2 separate regions of the Canis lupus genome follow, and region 1 is linked to region 2. Evidence: chromatin contacts called from public Hi-C data. All regions are on one chromosome and are shown on one strand. Each heading gives the region's core, a stretch centred on a gene start, on an enhancer-like site or on the middle of the called end of the contact. The rest is flanking DNA. Distances are from core to core; before and after follow the strand shown. Region 1 overlaps ABLIM1 (actin-binding LIM protein 1). Region 2 overlaps AFAP1L2 (actin filament-associated protein 1-like 2).

The links. Hi-C and Micro-C count contacts between places; a contact is called where the count stands out from the background.
Region 1: a Hi-C map of skin fibroblasts shows a contact between it and region 2, with 2.8 times the contacts expected there. The contact joins two enhancer-like sites. A contact is called at or near these places in 2 of 9 Hi-C or Micro-C datasets (amygdala and skin fibroblasts).

Annotation. Positions count from the first base shown.
Region 1 is chr28:25,646,310-25,650,789 of UU_Cfam_GSD_1.0, reverse strand. It overlaps ABLIM1 (actin-binding LIM protein 1), which reads left to right. Exons shown (of 26, transcript XM_038578864.1): 7 at 273-366. Among named protein-coding and RNA genes, the nearest start is that of AFAP1L2, 160 kb to the right of the region's middle. Within about 2 kb of position 1,424, at least 8 of the 20 cell types and tissues checked have an H3K27ac peak or open chromatin away from gene starts, as enhancers often do.
Region 2 is chr28:25,443,129-25,447,743 of UU_Cfam_GSD_1.0, reverse strand. It overlaps AFAP1L2 (actin filament-associated protein 1-like 2), which reads left to right. Exons shown (of 21, transcript XM_038578857.1): 11 at 661-765; 12 at 3,061-3,272. Among named protein-coding and RNA genes, the nearest start is that of AFAP1L2, 47 kb to the left of the region's middle. Within about 2 kb of position 2,408, at least 3 of the 20 cell types and tissues checked have an H3K27ac peak or open chromatin away from gene starts, as enhancers often do.

The DNA.
Region 1 (4,480 bases), core at 175-2,674, 200 kb before region 2:
AGTTCTGAGACAACAGGGAAGCAGCAGTGCTAATCGTATGGTGATTCGGCTGTAATTTCTGCATAGCCCAGAGAAACAGCCCTCCGTCCACATCGTCTGGTTTCCTGCATTGGGATCATGTCTGACCAGATCTCCAGGCCTGTGAAGGCTGGGTGGGGGAGAAATATGGTCTGCTACCATTCCGTGGAGAAGGGCTCAGAGAATTATGGTCCTGGTGTCTTCCCTGCCCCCTTGACCCCCTCTCAGGAGCTGAACACCCTTCTGTGTTGCAGGGATGGCGCTCCGTACTGTGAAAAGGACTACCAGGGGCTCTTTGGGGTGAAATGCGAAGCCTGTCACCAGTTTATCACAGGGAAAGTCCTGGAGGTAAGTGACAGCCAGGCTCCCGTTAAAGCTACCATCATTTTCCTCAGACTCTTCAAAAACACAAAAGAGGCTCTTGTTCCATTTTTTTTTTTTTTTCATCTTCACCTCTGGAGGAAAGAAAGTATTTGTCGAGATTTTACGCGTCGGATTGTCTTCACAGGCAGTTTCTACTAAATGTTCATGCGACATTGGAATGATGGGGAGTTTATCAAAAGTGATAGAGGGACTAGGAGGAATTATGGAGAAGGAAGGGTTTTATGAGACTACTTTTAGTTTTAGAAGTCAGAAAATAGGAAACGGAGAGCGTATTAGAGCCAATGTGTGCCTGTGTGTGTGTCTGTGCATCAGTGTGTGACCTGTACACGCATGCACATGTACCTGTGTGGGAGCAGGTGTCTGTGCGTGTGCATGTGCGCTCTTGCATGTATGTGTGTGCTTGTGAGAGTCTACAGACTCGGAGCAGGGGCAAAGTACTGAAGCAAAGGAAGGGTGGGTGAAAGGTGAAGGCATACACTTCCCCACCCTTAAAAAAACCACATCCTGTGTGACCCAGAACGCCCTGTGGCTTGGGCTGAGCTCAAACCTGTCAGGTTCAGGTGTGAATGTCTCAAGCCACAGAGCCTGGTTCCTGCTTTCTCAGCAGTGCCTCACCCCCGCACCTCACCCCCACCAACTGCTGCCTCTGGGCTGAGCAGAGCCCCCTCTTGGACCAGAGCCCAAACTGTGGATTTAGGGGCCAGAGTTCAGAGGGAGTCACTGCCCCACTTCTCCCTGGCCTGTGGGGCATTAGTTAACAAGATCTGATTTAACAAAAACAACAAAAAATTTTAAACAAAAGAGATTACCTCATATCTGTCCCATGTTTCAGGGTGGAGAATGTGTTCTGGGCAGAGGTAAGTCAGGATGCCTAGCAGCTGGGAAGGCGACCAACTGGTCCTACAGCTTTGACAGACGGGGCACCAAATCCACATAACCATATTCAAACCTCCCAGCAGGGTGTGTTTCAGAGACACTGCACATAAATCTGAGAGGCCCCCCTGTGTCTATGGGCAGCGTCTGTGGGGTTATGCAGTGAGGTCTAGCATAGCTTTCCTAATCCCACGGCAAGCTCTGGGGTGCCTTTCTTTCCAGGAAACACAGAAGGGCCAGTGTTGGCTCTGTGCTAGGACCTAGTGTAGCTAATTAGATTTGGGAGATAAGGAAGTGACTGTTTCAGGCAGTTGTCTTTTACCCAGGGGAAGGCGGTTCCAAAAAGGAGCAGCCCCCACAGAGGCCCAGAAGTGAGGACAAGCACAGCACAAACAAAAAAAGTCAGATGGACAGGAGGGCAGGTGTGAGAGATGATGCTAAGGGAGTGGGGAGGGCTCAGAGCATGAGGACTTCGAGAGTCATAGTCAGGACTTTGGTCTTTATCCTAAGAATGGTGGGAAGCCATTGAAGTGATTGCAGTTGGAGCTGAATGTGACTGGATCACACTGCTGTGTCAGGAATGCACGGGGGACCTGAGTGGCTCAGTCATTAAGCATCTGACTCTTGGTTTCAGCTCAGGTACATATGGTTTGCTTCCATTTAGATGAAATATCCAGAAGAGATAAACCCATAGAGACAGAAAGCAGACTGGTGGTTGCCTGGGTGTTGGGGGGTAGGGGGTGGGATAAGAATAACCATTGAGACCCAGCTGGAGTGATGACATGTTTTAGAACAAGATAGAGGTAATAAATGCACAACATTGTGACTATCCTAGATGCCACAGGGTTATTCACATTTAAATGGTCAATTTTATGGCATGTGAATTTTACCTCAAATTAAAAAAAAAAATGTTTGGAAAGGGGGTGAGGGTAGAGACAGGAGACGACTGCAGAACTCAGTGCATAGAACTTTGAAAGTACTGATGCAAGGGAGACCCACCCTCCACACATAGTTGGGTGGGAGGAGAAGTTTTCATGGTCTTTCCAGTGGTTTTAATAGTTGGCCCAAGTGTGGTCAAATGCTGGGTTTTTGGCCCTCGGTGAAGCACCTCTGTAGGAAAGCTATTGGAGAAGATGGTTGTGTGCTATCCAGAGTCCAGCATGAAGTCCAGGTGGTCAGATCCCAAGACTCAAAGTGCAGTGGTAGGTGCCCCCAACCACTTGTCCCCTGAACATCTCTCATCCTTCTCCAGAGCTCTGAGTAGGGCCCCATAGCATTTCCTTTGGAGTCCCAAATTTGATCTGTGTAAGACAGAAATAAACCCATTGAGTTGGGAGCAATCGGGAAATTGCATTTTAAAACAGTAATAAAATATCAGAACCATCTCCCAGATGTTTGGCTGTAGGAAAAACAGTGGGAAGACACCGAGCGTAGTCCTCAGATTTGAGCCAGCCACGTTTACAGTAGATGCGGGCCAAAACAGCTGTCTCAGTCCACGTATGGAAATGTTCCCCAAAAAGAGTTGGGGAGGTAGGTAGGCAGGGGGCTGCTGTAGATTACTTCAGATTTAGTTCAGCCACCATGAGAAGGATTGAGAAAAATACACTAGGTCCAAGAACATGGCACTTTGAAGAAACATCTGCTTATTCCCGTTCCCTCCCCCTGAAGGGGGTGTTCACTGTAGCTGCAGGAGCTTCTCACCAGACTGGCTTCCAATTTCAGCGAGGGCCATCTGTCTGTAAGGTGGAAGTCCATGGAAGCTTTCCACACAGCGCCTGGGGCCTCATAGTAGAGTCAAGACCCACCCAGCAGGCATGCCGACCTCCCCAGAAGGGTGTGATCTAGAAAAATGTCCTGCCTGTGTAGCACACTGACACGTGACCCTTTCTGAGTCAGCTTGGCTTGGGTACCAATATAAAACAGGATGGATCTCAAGACTGCCCTCCTCCCATGACTTCATTCTCAGACCCTATCATTGAAACATTATGATTGTAATTTATAAAGGCTGTGATCCTTGCCTTTTGGGATTTTTTTCCCCCTTCTATTTAAAATATGTGGTCAAATGCACATAACATGAAATTTACCATCTTAATCATCTTTAAGTGTACAGTTCATTGGTATTAAATATATCCATACTGTTGTGCAACCATCACCACCATCCATCTCCATGACGCTTTACGTCTTGTAAAATGGAAACACTATATACTTACTAAACAGTAAATCCCCATCCCCCTCTCCCCCTCAGACCTCGACATCAACCATCCTATTCTCTGTCTTTATGAATTTGACTACTTTGGCACCTCATATAGGTAGAATCATGTAGTATTTATGTGTGTGTGTGACTGGCTATTTTACTTTGCATAATGTCCTCGAGGTTCATCCATGTTGTAGCATGTTCCAGAATTTCCTTCAAGACTGAAAAATGGTCCGTTATACGGATATACCACATTTTGCTTCTCCATTCTGTGATCCTTATTTTTCTGTTACTGTTGTTTTTTCTGATTGATTTTATCCATAGAGATTGTACAGTTTCCTGTACCTGCTCTAACAGCGGGAGCTTTAACACCACAGAAACTTATCCTCTCACAGTTCTAGAGGCCAGAAGTCCAAACCCGAGGTGTGAGCAGGGCCACACTCCCTCCAGGGGCTCTCAAGGGGAATCTCCCTTGCCCCTTCCAGGTTATGGTGGCCTCTCGCTACGTGACCCTGATCTCTACCCTCATGTTTACATGACCTTCCTTCTGTGTCTTCTCTCTGTGTCACCCCTCCTTCTGCTTTGCTCTTAGAAGGACACTTGTCATTGGATTTTAGGGCTCACCCAGATAATCCAGGATGATCTATCTCAAGATCCTTAGCTTAATTATTCACCTGCAAGGACCCTTTTTCCAAACATTCACAGGTTCCAGAGAATTTTTGCAGATATATCCTTTGGGCCACCCTTCACATGTACTCTGGTAAAGCTGGGGACTTATACAAGTGTCATCCAGTGACCCTCACTAAGCATCAGGGGTGCCCTATAGCCTCCTCTCTGGGTGCTTTCACCTGAGATGTCTCCAGATGCCCAAGGAAGCTTTGGCTTGATGGGCTGGGGAGGAGTGTCTTCATGTGTTTTCATGAAAAGGGCTCCACGTGAGAGGGAATCAGGGACCTACTCTTGGCTCTGGAATTCCCAGCTGTGGGACCTCAGGCCAGTCTCTCAACTTCT
Region 2 (4,615 bases), core at 1,159-3,658:
TGATTGTGTGACTCTTGATTTGGGCTCAGGTCATGATCTCAGGGTCGTGGGATCGAGCTCCGCTTCCGGCTCCGTGCCCAGTGGGGTGTCTGTTTGACATTCTCCCTCTCCCTCTGCCCTTCCTGCCTGTGCTTGCACTCCCTCTGTCTCTGTCCCTCTCTCTCAAATACATAACTCTTTTTTTTTTTAAGATTTTATTTATTTATTCATGAGAGACACACAGAGAGAGAGAGAGAGGCAGAGACGCAGGCAGAGGGAGAAGTAAGCTCCATGCAGGGAGCCTGATACGGGACTCGATCCCGGGACTCCAGGATCACACCCTGGGCCGATGGCGGGCGCCAAACCACTGAGCCACCCAGGGATCCCCACATAACTCTTTTTTAAAAATAGAAATTATTTTTAAAAAAACAAATGAGTTGATGTGCCCCCTTCTTGAGTGTTTGATTCCAGGGATACCTGACTCTGGACTGTGGATCCCGGTTTGGGCAGCAGAGTGTGGGTACATGTATGCGTGTGTGCATGTGTGTGTGTGAGTGTGCATGTGCACACACACACGGGGAGGTGCAGAGGCAATGGGAATGGGTCTGCTGTTTCCATCTTTCGCTGCGGCCTGTCAGTGGGCTGTTGCAATGCTGACGGCTTTTTCTCTCATGTTGACAGTCAAGAAGAAATCTTCTCCTGGCCTCAAACTGAGCAACCTAATGAATCTGGGCAGGAAGAAATCTACCTCGCTGGAGCCTCCGGACAGGTCCCTCGAGACATCCAGTAAGCACCGTAGCCACCTGCAGGCCCTGCGGGCTCACCCACCGGGCCGGAGCCCGTCTCCAGGAAGGCGGCTGGGACCGCGCAGGCAGGGACTTGGGTCTCGCCCTGACCATCTCTTGGGAGGGCAGAGCCGCGGCTCTAGGTTTCTTGACCTTCGCTGCAGGTGGTTCAGCTGCCTGCTGTGGTGCTTGAGCCTTTGCGCGAGGGTCCTCCCAGTGGTCTTTAAAAAGTTCTGCTCTTTTGATGAGCATTGAAGGAGCGCGGCGAGCGGTGCTAGGGGAGGGGACCCTGCAGAGGGAGAACAGGTCCTGAGAGCTCACACCCGAGAGCCGTGCTGGCTTCATACCCCTAAACCACACGCCGTGTCATCGTAGCAGCGGTAAGGGGTTCTTTCCAGGGACAGAAAGAACATTCCCATCCAAGGTTGGACCCTCTGAGTCCTGAAGATCGGGCTGGAGCTGAATAGGCTGAGGTGGCATCTCTGGGCAGCAGCAAGGGCTCAGAGATAGGGACAGTGAGGTCCCTTAGGGCGACGGAAGCCCGTGCTGCTGGTACGGAGGGGGTGTGTGGGTGCTGCTAGGCTCACAGAGGTCAGCTCTACTCCCCTCATTCTGCCTTGAGGAAACTGAGGCCTTTCCCAGGAAATATGCTGGGGGAGCCTCTGTCCTGGCTCTAACCGGGGACTCACTGCTCTGGCTCTTCCCAGGGCCTGAAGGCTGTTCCTCGTGGATCCCTTGTGCCAGCCCTGGGCTCCTTTCCCGAGTCCCAGTCCAGGTCTGGCTTGTGAGGCTGGCAGAGTGGGTGGAACCGGAAGTCATCGGATGGGAGCCTCACGCTGGGAGCCTCTTAATTCTCTGGGCGGGACACCGGGCAGTGCCCCAGCATTGCCAGCCCCTGCAGCCTCGGGGGGGCACCGTGTTTGGCACAGAAACCTGGTCTCAGTGAGTCCCACTGGGAGAGAGGTGGCTGGCTTATTGTTGGAAGTCTCTTCAGCAGTGAAGCATGCTCCTGTCCCCAGTGGCTAGGGAAAGGGTGACAGAGAACAGACTTGGCATCTGAGCTCCCTGCTTTCTTGACTCAGAGTTCTCTTTGGTCCAGAGAACTGAGATGGGCAGTGGGGCACTTGCCTGGATGAGCCAGGTTTCCTAGGTCTGGGGCGTGAATTCTTCTACTTTGCTACTGTTCGTGTGGCTCTGAGAAACTCACGATCTCCACTCTTGGCCCAGCACTGGGTGGGCGGGAGGGTGGCCTTGTCCATCCCAGTTAAGGCTCAGAGCAGCTGCAATCCTCTAGAATGGAGAAGGCGTCCACTTTGTAGGCCAGTCCCTCTGGGAAGGTGGGCAGCATGGAGAGGTGTGAATGCTCAGCACACGGGGGTGCAGGGACTGGATTTTATGCATCTTTGTAGCCCTGGGGACAAGGCTGTGCTTGGCACATGGTGTCAGCTCCGTAAATGTTCCTCTGAGTGGGGGGCAAAGGGAAAGGCTTGTCCTCCTCTTAGGAAGCCGAACCCAACACGTGCAACCACCTGAGAACAATAAAGGATGGCATGATGGACGCAGCCCAGTGCTGGCAGCCGCTGCATGCCGACAGAGAGGGCGGCTCCTGGCCGAGAGGCCACGGGCACACACCCTGGGCGCTGGAGGTGAAGGGGGCAAGTTCCTGCCCTTGAGAAGCTCCGTGTCCGCTGGGGGAGGCTGTACGCAAGCAGGTCTCACTGTTCTGGGATCCACAGGTTCGGAAGGAAGACAGAGCAGGGAGTGCAGGACCCAGGGAGGGTCAAGCGAGGCTGGCTGCGTTTGGGAGGAGGAGAGGGAGCCGGCCAAGGGGGGCAGCCCTTTGCGGGCTGAGGCTGAGTGACCCGGAGGCTAAGGCTGTGGAGGCCAGAGGACTGACTGCACCTGCCGCCAGGTGCCCCTGGCTGGGGACCTTCCTGCACGTGGCCTAAGTGACCGGAGTCTGGGGAGGAGGGCCGCTGCCGGTGGGGGCATGACAGGGGTGGGGTGAGGGGAGCCTTGTCCTGTACCAGACCCAGCCAGCCTGCTCTAGACAACGACACGGCTCCTTCCCCGGGGACAGACGCGGTCCGAGACGCAGGGGAGCCGTGCAGCCCACGTTGCCGGGGTCCGGCCGCATGCAGGGGCGGGGAGGGGGGGACGTGCTGAGATCCAGCCCCTTCGGGGTGAGAAAGCTCCTCGGGCAGAGCGGTGATGGGTCTCGGACCTGCGATTCTGGGGGAGACGCTGGGAGGCGCGGGGGTGGCGCAGCCCTGGACACCCTCGTCCCCTCCCGCAGGTTACCTGAACGTGCTGGTGAACAGCCAGTGGAAGTCACGCTGGTGCTCCGTCAGGGACAGCCACCTGCACTTCTTCCAGGACCGGAACCGGAGCAAGGTGGCCCAGCAGCCCGTCAGCCTGCTGGGCTGTGAGGTGGTCCCGGACCCGAGCCCCGACCACCTGTACTCCTTCCGCATCCTCCACCACGGGGAGGAGCTGGCCAAGCTGGAGGTACTGCAGCCTGCGGGGGGCGGGCCGTGCTGCTCGGACTGTCACCCCACAATCACTGTCATCCCACAATCGACAATCCACAGGCAGCGCAGTCTTGCCTTTTTTTCTTCTCCCTTGCATTTTACTTCTTCGCATTTAAAAAAAAAATTTTCCATTCCCTTTCTGACCTCAGAGTGCTTGTGTTATAGGAAAGGGACAATGAGCTGCTTCCTGCGCTGAGGGCAGCGCTAGTATTTATAACTCCCTGAGCGGCTTGCAGAACCTCCTGGGGATTCACAGTGGGTTTGATTTGGTTTGTGTATCACCAGCTGCGGCGCCGTACATAGAGTCGAGGACGATTGTTAGGGCTTATCTGGGGTAAGAATGAGGTTTGTGATACAATTACGTTTCTCCCACTCCCCGCCCTCTGTTTGATGTGATGTTACATTTGCAAAAATAAGAGGTGACCTAATGCCTCGCGCTGGGCAGGCGAGGCCAGAGCCAGAGCCCTTCGCACGCAGGGAAGCACCCTCTGGCTCAGCCCGTGCACCGGGTCCTTCCCCCGAGGGTCTTCATCCAAACTGTGCTCCAACACTGCCCTCTGGTGGCTAAAAGCTCCACGTCCCAGTGACCTCCCCGAGGGGAGCCGGGCACAAGCTTGTGTCCATCCATCCAGCTCTCCTGGTGACATTACAGACCCCGAACAGTAGTAATGTGGTGAGCAAGACAGATACGCTCCCGGTCATGGACCTTGGATTCTAGCGTGAGGGTGAGACGTTACTCAGCGAATTAGCCAGTGGATGACTTTGTGCAAAGTCCTGCGGGCTGGGGGCCGGGGCTGAGGGTGGGGTGTGGGCATGATGAGGTTGGGAGGGAAGGAAGGTTGATCCTCAGAGCAATGGGGCCCGGGGACGACCCTGGAGGGTTGCAGGGGACGGTGGCATGCTCAGATTGGGATTTCAAGATGCTTCCTCTGGCAGCTGGGGCAGGGGAACGGATGGAAGGGGCACAAGAAGGGACAAGATGAGACCAGTAAGGAAGCTGTCACAGTTGCCCAGGGCAGAGAGGGTGGTGGCTGGAGCTAAGGGTGCCCACGCAAAGCTGGATGGAAACCCCTGCTGGAAAAGGACTGGGAAATGAAAAGCAGCTCGATGTCCAGCTCTGCTCACAGCTGCCTCTCTGATGAAGAAAATGCGGTAATAAGTAGAGCTGTGTTGTGTCATGCCAACAAGGCAGCTGTTTTCTCTTACGAAAGTGAACCTGTAGTATTTACAGAATTCCCTTTAAAAAAAAAAAAAAAAAAAAGGTAAGCGGGCAGCCCAGGTGGCTCAGCGGTTTAGCACCACCTTCAGCCCAGGGCGTGA